2 separate regions of the Zea mays genome follow, and region 2 is linked to region 1. A link is a contact called in public Hi-C data. All regions are on one chromosome and are shown on one strand. Each heading gives the region's core, a stretch centred on a gene start, on an enhancer-like site or on the middle of the called end of the contact. The rest is flanking DNA. Distances are from core to core; before and after follow the strand shown. Region 1 holds the start of gpm300. Region 2 holds the start of LOC103646447 (subtilisin-like protease SBT1.7).

What was found. A called contact is a pair of places that touch in the nucleus more often than the background predicts.
Region 2: a Hi-C map of leaf shows a contact between it and region 1, with 9 times the contacts expected there. The contact joins the promoter of LOC103646447 here to the promoter of gpm300 in region 1. A contact is called at or near these places in 3 of 25 Hi-C or Micro-C datasets (bundle sheath, ear and leaf).

Annotation. Positions count from the first base shown.
Region 1 is chr2:52,739,795-52,746,271 of Zm-B73-REFERENCE-NAM-5.0, forward strand. gpm300 reads right to left here and starts at 4,002. Exons shown (of 9, transcript NM_001155635.2): 1 at 3,632-4,002; 2 at 3,449-3,523; 3 at 3,263-3,364; 4 at 3,095-3,148; 5 at 2,897-2,989; 6 at 2,545-2,637. The coding sequence starts at 3,751.
Region 2 is chr2:53,173,881-53,180,949 of Zm-B73-REFERENCE-NAM-5.0, forward strand. LOC103646447 (subtilisin-like protease SBT1.7) reads right to left here and starts at 3,058. Exons shown (of 1, transcript XM_008671183.4): 1 at 1-3,058. The coding sequence starts at 1,807.

The sequences.
Region 1 (6,477 bases), core at 2,752-5,251:
AAACCAACAAATGTAAAGGCGATAACAAAGTGGTGAAGTTTGAGCTAAAGGACATTTATTGCCAGTAGAACATTAACACGCAAAGGCCTCTCTAATGACAAGAACACTGAAAACATCAGAGTATAATTTGATAGCTGCGCGCCTTTGAAAACATCAGTTCTAACAGTAGTGAAGGAGTTTAGGGCAATATAAACAACTGAGATTGTTTTTTTTTTAAACTCCCACACAAAAGAGTTATCAAACTAAAACTGCTGGTCCAGGAACTGTGCAGGCAAGCCAAATTCACTCAAGACAAAACCAGGTAGGACTTGGAGAAAATAAAACAAAGGCTGTGAATACAATCTTTTAATGTGGAAACGGACAGAGAACTTTATGAAGTAGGAGTGGGCACCGTATGGTTAGATGGCCAAAAAGCACGAGGCCCGTGAGCCCGGCACGAAGCCCGCTTTTTGGGCCCGGTCCGAGCCCGGCACGGTAGAATAAGCGGGCGGGCTTGGACAGGAAACTAGGCACGGCGGGCTAGCCCGGCCCGGCCCGTTTACCTCTAAGCTCGTTTTTTACACTAAAATGTGCTTACCGGTCCGTTTAGCCCGCTTTTCGGCCCATTTTTGTGCTAAACGGGCCGGCCCGGCCCGTTTAGGCCCGCACGGGCCGGGCTTGGACAGAAAATTAAGCCCGATGGCTCAGCAGGCCCGGCCCGGTTTTTGACCGGGCTTCACCGGGCCCGGTCCGGGCCGGGCGGCCTGTTTGGCCATCTCAACGTCACTGTGGTCTCTTTGCACAGTCTTGAAGGGACGATGTTCTCCAAATCAACAAAACAAAAACACAATGAGCTATAGTCACCCAAAACACTTATACTACACTGTTTGCAAAGTTGAGTTTGAATATGAGGATGGGAATGGGTAAGCTGCTGGAGATAGTCCAAAGGCATCATACCGTTTCTGAATTCTGACAAGCAAATGCAACCAATTTTGCAGTGCTGGAAAGGAGAAACGGAAGCAGAAGAGTAGACTGGTATAGGTTTGTTGGGGGAGCGATACAACGAAATGCAGGCACTGTTTCCCGGTAGCTGACAGCGATAAAAAAGAAAAAGGAAAAGGGGGAGTAGAAAACAGCTTCAAAGGACCACAAGAGGCCAACCAGAGCGGTTCATTTCAGTCTAACATGACTGCTTGAAAGGACTGCGCCTGAGGGCCGAGGGCCTCTTGTGATAGACATCGGTCAGTTAAAACCATGATGGTAAAATGTTTACGAAAAAAAAGGACATCAGCTCATCAAGTATGGATTGAACCTCTAAAAAAAAAGAGAACTTGTTGTGCGCTATCCCAACCAGCTTGTCACAGGGAAAGTATGGATTCACGTAATGTTTTCTTGTCTGTTCCTTTCAAATTTCTTATGAAGATATTTTGAATGTTGCATGCTCCTATTTACAAAGTGACACTTCCTCCTCGCCAGCCATTCGCTGGTCTTCAACCTCACTAAAATCATGCAGCACTCACGAACAATATCTGTATCTACAGAGTATCAAGCGTGAGGGCTTTGGGATGTGTGTGGCGTGCAGGGAAAAGCAGGTGCATCACCATCAAGCGTGATGTGTGATCGCCGGAGAAACAAGAGGATGTGAATGTCCAAATCGCTTCACATGGGAAGGAACATGCATATCCTTCCATGATCTCTTTATGCATTTTTTTTTGTTTCCAGAATGATTTCTCTCTTGTTTTTCAACTCAACCCACTCGGGGTGACTGGGGTACTACAGTAACACTAGTCTAGTACTAATTCCGCCTGTTGTAACAGGTCAAATTTAGATGGGAATCTAAAGCATCTAACTGCATCCTCTACAGGAGCAGCAGCAACAGGAGCTAGTAGTGACACACACTATGTGAGAGTCAGCCATGGTCTCCCGGCCCCGTCCATCGCACGGTCTGTTCCTGTTCGTCCCGAGCCCCGGCAGCGCGGCAGGCGGCAGGCGGCAGGCCACAGCACAGAGCAGCACTGCATGCAGCCTGCTGCCAGCGTACCTGAAGCCGAATCATGCGGCGTGCGCACTGCGACTGCGACGGCGTGTGAAGCCGAATCACGATGCTCGCCGGGCCCACTGCTCGGTGCCCACGGCCACGGGCGGGCAAATCTCAGTCTCGGACAAATCCCAAATCCCACCGTCCGCCAGACCCGCTGCGCCCAGGGGGACCCACTGGTCTATGGACCTGCTACACACGGGTCTGAGCCCGGTGTATGGACACTGATAGCAGTACTAGAGTATCTATTTTTTTTTGCTATGGGCCCCAATGCTGAATGCTGACACTAGTGTGGTCGCATATGGACCTGGTGTATACCTGCCTACAGTCCGGGGGATGGCATTGAGACCCGCGTCTACGTGGACTCCAAGGGGGCGGCACGTGCTCGTACGCAGGCTCACGACAAGCGAGACAGGATCGTCACTGGGACAGAGGAGGGCCCACTTTGCCGCGTCTCAGGGGAGGGAGAGAGAGAGAGGAGAGAATCTGACGAGGGGGGAGTTTGCTAGCGAGAGCGCGAGACTGACCTTGCCGTCGTATTCCCGGCGGGAGAGCACCTCGGGGGCGATGTACGCCGGCGTGCCGACCGTCGACTTGGGCTTCGAGTGCAGCAGCGACGACTGCAACCAAAAGGACCACGGTGGAGAAGAAAGTAGGCGTCAGTTACTTATGAGTGCGACGTCCACCGATACTTTCTTCAAGCAGGTTCAGTGTGTCACGCAACGCAAGAGAAAATGAACAGGTTCCATAGGCAGGCAGAGGAGCATTCTCGGGTGAGCAGCAGAGCAGAGCAAGCAAAGCTGGAAAGGGGGCCGCCGCCTTCTGACGGAAAGTCCGTCTGCTTTTAGAAGAAGAAAAAACCGAGGAGGACGAACAGACCTTGGAGTAACCGAAGTCGCAGATCTTGAGGCGAGGCGCCGGGCTGCCGTCCAGCAGCGTGTTCTCCAGCTTCAAGTCTCGGTGGCAGATTTGCTGCAAATCCACAAGAAAAAAAAATAATCTCGCGTTTTGGACACGTCGCTGTTTGCTGAAAGAAAGAAAAAAGTCGTTCTTTTTTTTTCGTTATCTTTTATTTACCATGGAGTGGCAGTAGCTGACGCCACAAATCAGCTGCTGGAAGAAGTACCTCGCCTGCAATGCAAGGACAGCACAGTCGCAGTCAGCCAGCATTCACACGAATTACTACCAGCACAAAGGAATCCCATCCCCCGGCATGCGTGATTCGGGCAAGCAACCGGTCCTCACCTCGTCCTCGCTGAACCTCCCGGCGTTGCAGATCCGGTCGAACAGCTCGCCGCCGGCGGCGTACTCCATCACGATCGCCAGGTGCGTCGGCGTCAGCACCACCTGCAGGAGGAAACGAGCTTTAGCACAAGCCCTTCACCGGGCAACACACACACACAAACACAAAACATCGCGTTTTTCGCCGACCTCCTTGAACCGGATGATGTTGGGGTGGCGCAGCGAGCGGTGGTTGATGATCTCCCTCGCCACATTCTCGTCGATCTGCAAGCGCAAACGAGCGATTCACATGTCAGCAAACGCCCTGGATCTCACGCGAACCCGTCTCGGGAGCTCGTCGGTACTCGGTTCCACCAGTCCAGAGCGCCGGACCTTTTGGCCCCGGGGGATGTACTTCATGGCGACCAGCTCCTTGGTCTCCTTGTTCCGCATGAGCCGCGCCACGCCGAAGTTGCCGGCGCCGATGTCCTTCAGCAGCTCGTACTTCTCCATGGCTCCGAGGTCGCGTGCGGGGCGGGGAGGGCCGCGGCAGCTGTCTGCTCGATCGGGCCGGGCGGCCGTTGGGGTTGGGGCGGCTTTGGAAGCTTCGCTGGGGTGGGGACTGGAAAGGGGAGGAGGAGGAGGGGGAGGGAAAGCGCGGAAGGGGAGGATTCGAAGCTTGAGGAGGAGGCCTCTTGCTCGCTCGTCCGGTTCTTCGCTGGGACGAGTCCGGCACCTATGTATGGGTGCGGTGCTGAGGAGTCCGTTTTTATTCGATGATTAGTTTATTTAGCTTTCGATCGCCATGGTGTGGCGTTCTTGAATTGCGGTGATTAGTTTATTTAACTGTTTCCTGAAAAAAAATCAGGGTTGCGGTTTGAACCCTTGATTTCTTTCTCATTGCGTGCTCTGCTAAAGTTTTTTTGCTGGTTATTTATGAACTTTATTTTTTAAAAAAACAGGCACGCCCACCGTTCACCACTGAGAAACAAGGTACCCATAACAACGTCTCCAAGACAACAGAGTGGTATTTTTGAGAAAGAAACGTAGCCGCAAATGCAGGCGACTATATTAGCACCTTGTTTGTTTAAGCTAAGCTAGAATCTAGACCAAAACGTTCCATGTCAGAATGTTTTTAAACTAATCAAGATACGTTCATATCACTGGTGATTACTGATTACTGAACTGGGCAGAATTCAGTTTCCAGTCTCTTCCTTTGTCGTGGAGTAACCATACCAACGGTAAAGGGCATGTTCAGTAACAATATTTTAAAACATGTTTTTAATACTATACTTTGTAATTGTCATAATAGTAATATAATTTTAGCCATCTTCAAAAATATTACCTATTGTTTAGATATAACGTTATAGCTATGGTATAGCCATGGTATTCGACAAAAGTTAGTCATGTTTTGAAATTTTTGGGTTTAAGTGGATTTTTCAATCTATTAAAACAACATGGTATCTAGAATACCACAGTATTGTTTAAAAGTATTGTTTAGATATAACGTTATAACCATGATATTTGACAAAAGCTAGTCATGTCTTGAATTTTTTAGGTTTGAGTGGATTTTTCAATCTATTAAAACAACATGGTATCTAGAATACCACAGGATGGCACACAGGTCCAGTTCTGGGATGACATATGGTTGGGATCTACGCCCTTGAGAGCCTAATATTATTGTCTTTATAATATCGCCAGAGCTAAAAAGGCCACTATTGCCGATGTACTCAGTTCCTCCCCACCAAATATTTCTTGACGAAGGGCTTTAGTAGGGAACAAGTTAGTAGCTTGGAATAGATTACTTCCTCGCGTTGCTAACCTCACCATAAGGTCAGAACCTGAACATTTCACTCGAAACTAACACATAACGGTATTTTCCGGTATTTTCTCGGTGAAATCATTCTACCATGCCCTGATTCGGGTGGGCTCCCCAAATCTGAACAAAAGTATTTGGAAGATTAGAGCACCTCTCAATGTCAAAGTCTTTCTTTGGTACCTCCATAGAAGTGTGCTACTCACGAAAGATAATTTAGCTAGGCGCAATTGGATAGGTAATAGCACCTGCTGCTTCTGTCATCTTGAAGAAACCATATATCTCTTTTTCGAATGCAGATTCACGAGAGCAGTATGGTCCTTTTTCATTGTGTGTCTAACATGCCGCAACCTGCATCGGGCAGAATTCAGTTTCCACTATCAGGGCCGTCTTTGAGTTTTTTAGGCCCTGGTGCAAAACATAAAAGTAGACGCTATAACCTATAGTACATAGTGATAAAAAATAGTCTAAAATGGGCTCTTTATATTTGATCTATTATCATATTCTTATCCTCTCATATTATCTATTTTAAAGTCAAGAATTTGCCGATCATTTTACAAAATATCAAACAATATTTACCTTCTTAAATTAATTATATTAAAAAACTCAAAATTTTGAGGCCCAAAAAAGTTAGGGGCCCTGTGTCGTCGCCCGAGATGCACTGTGCAGTAGCCAGGCATGCACTCTCTTCCTTTGTCGTGGAGTAACCGTGCCAATGGTTGGGATCCTGTTCAGTAACTGTATTTTAGCATCATGGTTTTTTAAAATACTATACTTTGTAATTATCATGATAATACCATAATTTTAGCCATCTTCAAAAATATTATCTATTGTTTAGATACAACGTTATAATCATGGTATTCAGCAAAAGCTAGACATGTCTTAAAATTTTTGGATTTGAGTGAAGTTTCCTATCTATAAAAATATCATGGTATCTATAATACACGGTTTTGAAAATGCAGTCTTTAGAAATACAACCAAACACCTCATAGTATAATATACTACAATATTTCTATGAACCATGGTATTGCTTATAAAGTACTATCTCTGTCCTAAATTAAAATTCGTTTTGGGGTTTTAATGGATTCACACGATACTTAATTTAATTTATGTATTTTATATACGGGTCTATATTTATCATTGCTTATTTGAATATAGACGTAAAAATCAAGAGCTAAAATAAATACTAATTTAGGTGAGAGGAAGTATAAAAATAATTGTCTCCCAAATAGACCCAAATTGTTTTGGCGTAGTCGCCAATACCTTCTTTTTTTTAACCAATGGGCGCCCTATTTCATTGTTGAAGAAGTTGGACATGATAAGGTCATTCTCAATGTATAGTTTGGTGACAAGTTTCATATAATAATTAGAATGCCATATCAGATTTTTGTTGATATGGCATCATATTTATTATGAAATGAAT
Region 2 (7,069 bases), core at 1,808-4,307, 430 kb after region 1:
GCGTTCCCGGTGACCCGCTCGGCATGCTGACGATGACGTTGCTGGCGCTGTCCTTCACGTACGCCGTCGTCATCATGGCGGACCTGATGGCCGCCGGGCTCCAGTCAGGGTGCACCGACCGCAGGAGGGCGGCCACGCCGGCGGCGTGCGGCGACGACATGGACGTCCCGGACACGAGCGCGTACTTGGTGTAGAGCTTCTGCCTTCCGAGCTCCATGATCTCCTTGTTGGGCACCCACGCCGCGAGGATGTCCACCCCCGGCGCGACGATGTCCGGCTTCAGGATCGTCGGGCTGATCAGGCCCGGCCCGCGGGCGGAGAAGTAGGACACGGTCGGCGCCGGCTTGACGCCGAGCGCCGTGCCGCCGAACCGGATGCTCGCCCTGGGCGCCCCTCCTCCGGCTCTGGCTGACCCTGCCGCCGTCGTCGCGTACTTGGCGATGGCCGCGCCGTCCGGCTGGGTGACCAGCACCAGCGGCATGGTGTACTCCGTCGGCTGGAGGAACTCCTTCATGTCGCTCGCGATGATGGCGCCGAGGCCGCCGTTGCTCTGCACCTCGTCCATCTGCTGCTCGATCTCGGTGCTCGGGCCGCCGGTGCACAGCACGTACTTCCCCCTCACGTCCTTGCTTCTCAGGCTGGAGTACTCGCACCTCTGCTTGCTCCTGTTGCCATGGCCGTAGTAGAGGCTCGCGCTGACGGTCGGCGTGCTCAGCGGGTACACCGACTTGCCCTGGACGGCCGCGCCGCTGCCGAGCGTGACGGTCGCGGTGAAGTCCCTGTCGATGCTCGCGGCGCCGACGGTCGTGATCCAGGGCGCGCCGTTCATGATGGTGTACCCGTCGGAGCCGTCGTTCCCGGCCGAGCACGCGACGAAGATGCCCTTCCGCATGGCGGCGAAGGCCCCAATGGCTATCACATTGGTGTCGTAGGACGTCTCGGGGAACCCCAGAGACAACGACATCACGTGGACGCCGTCGGCGATGGCCTGGTCCATGGCGGCCAGCACGTCGGTGGACGCGGACTCCAGCGTGTCTCCCGAGAACACGGCCTTGTACATGGCCACCCTGGCCTTCGGGGCGATGCCGGTGGCCGTGCCGTTGGCGTAGCCGAAGTAGCTCGCGCCGCCGACGGCGGCGCCGGCCGCCGTGGACGACGTGTGCGAGCCGTGGCCGTAGTAGTCCCGCGGCGAGTCGTAGTCGTCGGGCGAGACCGTGATGCCGCGCTGCTTGAGGCCCTTGCTGAAAGAGCGCGCCCCGATGAGCTTCCGGTTGCACGCGGAGGCCCTGAACGCCTGGCCGGCCTCGCACGCGCCCTTCCACCCCGCCGGGACGGGGCCCATGCCGGCGTCGCTGAAGCTCTCGCTCTCGGGCCAGACGCCCGTGTCGACGATCCCGATGATGACGCCGTCGCCGTACTTGGACGCCGGCCAGACGCCCGAGCCGCCACTCACCAGCCCGAGGAACGCCGGCGTGTGCGTGGTGTGCAGCCGGCCGTACGTCTCCGGGAACGCGGCCACGTGCCCGTCCACGCCCTTGAGCTCCTCCAGCTGCCGCGAGTTGAGCACCGCGCTAAACCCGTGCATGACGTGCGTGTACGTGTACAGGTGAACCGGCGGCGCCGCGCCGGACGGCAGCGACGACAGCACCGAGCGGTACCACCCCTCGTGCTCCACGAACGGCGCCGGCATCTTCTCCGCGTCCATGCGGACGATGTACGGTCGACGCTCACCGTCCGCCGCCGCAGCCGCAGCGGCGCACGCCAGCAGCAAGAGGCTGATGGCCCCGAACGGCGCGGCGGGAAACATGATCGCGGGCGTCAGAGGCAGCCCCAACTGGTACGCTGAGCTGAATCGACGCCGGATGAAGTGAGCTGCGCGCTGAGCTGAATCGACGCTTGGGCTCAGAGCTGCCGCTTCTTATGCATCATCATCAGCGGAGTGGAGAGTTGAGTGAGTGGATGCTACAAGTGGAGAGCACTCGCCGTCGCGTCTCGCCGGTGCAGTGGATAGTACAAACACACACACATTATATAATGGATCCCATGGCGGCCATGGGTGGCCAGGGCCGTACCTGTGGCCGTGGGGTGCAGAGGGTGCGGCCGCACGGGCCCAAAAAAATACAGGCCCCCAGCTATTGTATGGTAGCATTTTTTCTATTGAACACATCTATTATAGGCACAAATACGTAAAGAAGTGATGCGCTATCGAGTTATCGACTAGTCTCGCTTATATTTTTAAACTGTCTCAATTACTTATCGAATACTTCATCCGTTTCAAAATAGTATTTGTTTTAGTTCTTGATTTTTATGTTTATATTGATGATGATGAATCCACTAAAGAAGCAAAACAAATTCTATTTTGATATAGGGAGAGTATTATAAACTATACATATGATGGTTGCTTCGGCAGAGAGAAGCTTTTAAAAATTGAAATGTTTTTTAACTATTTTTGGTCAACAATAACTCAAAAGATGTTAAATGGCTTGACGATTTTATATATCGGAAAAAAGTTGTTGGATCAGATTGATCTCAATGATATAAAAGATGACTTTGTATCACAAAATGTTAGAAGATATTTTTAATAATATCAGATAACAAGTGTTTTTTGCTATATTTTACATTTGTTATCTTATAAACTTCAAAATAGTGCATAATAATTTTTATATGTCAAATATTTGATAATATATATATATATATATAATTATATATATTTGTGTGTGGGTAGGACCTCAATATCGGATTTCGTATTGGGTCCCTGAAAAGTCAGGAACGGCCCCATGGGTGGCCTGCATGTCTGTTGACGTTGCAATCATTGTACAGTGCCATTAGCCTTTCACGAAAGCAATGTACTGTGCATATGTAAACTATATATATGTAATCGGCGTCTGGTGCGCGTCCATGTCGCCAGACTTGCTTTCCGCCCACGGCAGCGCCGCTCTTATTCTCCTGCCTTTACAGTGCTTGCTAACACACACACACACACACACCTTGTTTACTCGCCAGTCAGTTCGTTACGCAATTGCAGACTAGTGCTTTCCACTTTCAAGCCAAGCTGCTGTCCTGTCCTGCTGAGCCAACTGCCGTTATCGACTTATCGCCACCTCAAAGAGATGCAGGAAAGAAAGAAGCGGGGGCGCCATTTGGGTATGGACGTGCTATCTGTTTCCTGTTGATACGATCGCGTGGAACCGCTGCGCAACAGGCAGGAACAGCAGAGCATGGAAAACAACAGCGCAGTCATGCAGTGCTGTGCTGCCTACTGTGGCCTGTGGGTGCTGCGTGCACTCACTCAGGCTGCAGGCTGGCATCATGGCATGCATTCAGGGATTGGAGGGATGGTGTTCGGTACGTGCTGCGGTCATAGCTGCCTTCCCTTCCTTTCATGATGTGCTCCTTTTCTCCGGCCTTGTGCTCCACCACCGCCGGCCGCCTTCTCGCCGCCGGACTGGACTGGATGATAGATAATTAGATATATAGGCGGGCAGCGAGCACTGAGAGCGACCGGTGACTGAGTGAGTGAGACCTCTGGGGCCTGGAACAGTGCAGCGTGACGACCGCGTCGTCCTTGCTTCAGTTCTGAGCTCTCTCTCTCTCGCCGGCTCGCGTGGTGACGGGCTCCGATTCCGGGTTGCATTCTCCATTCAATTTACTCTTCTCGCGTAACGAACTCTGCAACCACTGACGACGACGCGGCCCGGAATTTAGAGGCAGTTTTTTTTTTGAGGCCGTCGATCTTTCTTTCCTTTCTTTTCCTTGCTCTGGGTTTCTGAACAATTAGTTACTACTACATGTCTGTCTGAACTGAAACTTTGGTGAGTAGGGCAAAGATTCCAGGCGGAACAGCGCAGCGCGGTCGCACGCACATTCATCGATCCCGAGTTTCTAGCGTAACAGATTCTAATTCCTGACGACGATGGCATGGCAACACATCAACCAACAGCCCGGCACTGTACAGATCATCAGGGATCGATCGGTTGCTTGCTGCCTGTGAGCTCCAAATCAAATCAGTATGTGTATGTGTGTGTGCCTATATATATATATATATATATATATATATATATATATATATATATATATATATATATATATATATATATATATATATATATATATATATATATATATATATAAACCTGCCATCGCACTGTTCCACAGTTCGGTTACTCCAAACTTCGCTTCCTGTGAACTCACTGCGTATACGGCACAGTGCACTCGTAATTGCGAGATAGCTCCATACATGCAGCTGGACACAAGTACAGGAGATTGGTATCACTGTTTAGGCTGACTCCGTCGGGACTCGGAACTTGTACACGCCGGTACAAAACACTCTTTTGCATAATAGAGTTTATTGTTTATAGAGTGAAGTTTAAAATAGAAGGCGGGAGAGTGAAGATGACCTATATGGATGGTGTTCGGTTCTCGACTCGCGATGTGAACAAATGATTCACGGAGCTATTTGATACGGCACCATAGTAGCATTGGTTGTAAAGGGTGGCAACTGTCCTGGCAAAGCCTCTCTCTCTCTCTTTTTTTTTTCCAGTGGCGATTACTGATCATTGGTGTGTGATTATGAAGCGAGGAGGCCGGCACGGCAGCATGATGCAAAGGTGAAGGGTGGCGATGATGCTCTGCTTAGGTCGATTACTAACTCTTAGCGCGGTTGGTGTGTGTCAAGCGTGCGGCTTTTGCTTGCTGTGGACACAAGGCCACCACCAACGATTAAAAAAATGAAAAAAAGGGTCAGGGTTGGCCGCTCTTGTTTCTATAGACCTTATCTAAAGATTAAGCAAATACTCCCTCGGTTTCGTTTTAGTTGTCGCTGGATAGTGCAAAATTGAACTATCCAGCGACAACTAAAAAAACGGAGGTAGTATATTAATAACAAACTGTGCGCTTCATGCGTATGCGCTCTAAAGCAAAGTTTGATGCTTACTTCCAACTCTCAGGTTATATGGTCCAGGACAACTTTTACAAACCAAGACCAAAAAAAAAAAAATCAAAGATTGGGAAGCATGTGTCGTGGTTATGCCTCAATGGCTCCATGTAGTTGTCTTGGTTTTGATAGAGGTTTCCTTTATCCAAAAGACAAATCTTTAAGATGCTAAGAAGTTGGAAAAAAGAGAATGAAAGGATATGAAGAGAAAAAAAAAGGTTATAAGCCTAGCCCAACATTGTCCCTCTATCTGGGCCCAGTTTAAAGAACGGAACTACCAAACTGTCACAAGAAAAGTGTTCGTAACCTTATGTTCCTAGCATAGAAAAAGATGTTTATTCTTTCTTTATGTAGAGAGGGAAAAAGACCAAAAGGAGAAAAGTTGTGTATTAGGGTAGTCCCAACTCCAAAACCTAAGTAGCTGCTATATTATCAAGATTGTCATATATTTTCTATTACATCTGTCTAGGATTAATCAGAATAGGTTTCCTAAAAAACTATAGATTCTGCTAGTTCAATTTAGAGTCACCTCCTATCTTAGATTTTCTAAATTCTAGTCATCCTTATTACAAAGCTATCATGGTCTCGCAGAATCTATAGTTGAGAGTTGTTTAAACCAAATATATTTTAGTTTTTTCACAATCATCAACACGTAGTAGCTTTTTTCACAACTTATAGTTAGAATTATATTTTTAGAAAATTGAACCAAATAGATCCTCGATTAAATCTGACTAACTTTAGATATGATAAATTATGACAAGTTAGGCATTCATCCAAACGCTTCTTAAATTTCGTCATCTCTTCTATCCCCGGCACTTTCTCTCTTCCTCGATTTCTTGTCTCCGTATATAATTTGCAGCGATGCTGGCAATAGGTGTGGCCTTGTGATGGGGCAGGCACCTGAGTCTCTGGGAGCAGAGCGTGGAGGGCTGGAGCCCGGAGGTGCATGACGGGCCAACTGCGGGTGGCGGGTCGGATGGGCTGGGCGCGACTGGCCAGGGCCCAGGGCGCGCGCACGATGACACGGTCTGACGAAGTGACGAGGGACCAACGAAAGATATATGGCCCTGCAAAATGTGTTGGAAGAAATCATATGTGCCCCCCAACGCGAAATGTGGACTACTGACACTACAAAAATGTGCCAACAAATAAATAAATTGGTTTAGACCAATAAGTTTTATGCATAAAGGATACATTAAAGATACTATTTTGTCCCATAAAAATCAAAGTATAAGTGAAGAGGGACAAAAATTAGACTTTGCGTGTCAAAACTGATACACGTTAAGTGGATTTTCAATCATAAAAACATATTTTCTACTATCTCCATTTGTTTTTATAACGTTGGATAGTGCAAATTTAGACTAGAAAACATCAAACCAAAAAAAATGGAGGGACTTTCTCTCTATCTTGCTACTCGCGTCTGTCGGAGTTGGCCCTCCTTTCTCCGCATCCGGCAATAGGGGAAAATCACGATATGACTTCCCTTAGACCAACTCCAGCAACACTCCCTATCCCACTCCGCATCCGCATTATACACGCTCTGAGTCACTATTTCGCTCTCCAGCAGCCTCCGCATCCGTCTCCGCAAAACACACGCCGTGTACCTGCACTCCTCTTTTCCACGGTTTCTCTCTCCTCTCCGCACAAGACTGCATGCGCTCGCGGCTGCTCGCGGGGCCCAGCTGTCATAGACTGCATGCGGAGTGCAAATACGGAGTCTGCTGGAAACGGGGACGGATACGGAGAGGAGAGACTGTTGGCCGTGCTAAATACGGATACGGAGAGGGAGTCTGCTGGAGTTGGTCTTACCTGTCAATGAATTTTAGGAAGGAGACGAACAACAGTTATGCCTTCATCAACTTCACCATGACAGAGGTGGCTTGCCGGCACGGCAAACGCCGCCCGACCCGAGTTAGCCTAGCCCCAAGGAGAGACACTCTCCCACAGGGGCTACTATATATCGATATCGTAGGATAGGATACGAGCTCCGCGATCTCTGGCTGTCCGAGACAGTGTCCATGTGAGCTCCATGCCCCTGACGCCTTCGCTCGGCACATCTGAACCCTGCCCGCTTCAATGCGCTAGGATCGGTAGAACAGGTCTAGCTACTGCGCTACTTAATTAATGTACGACCCG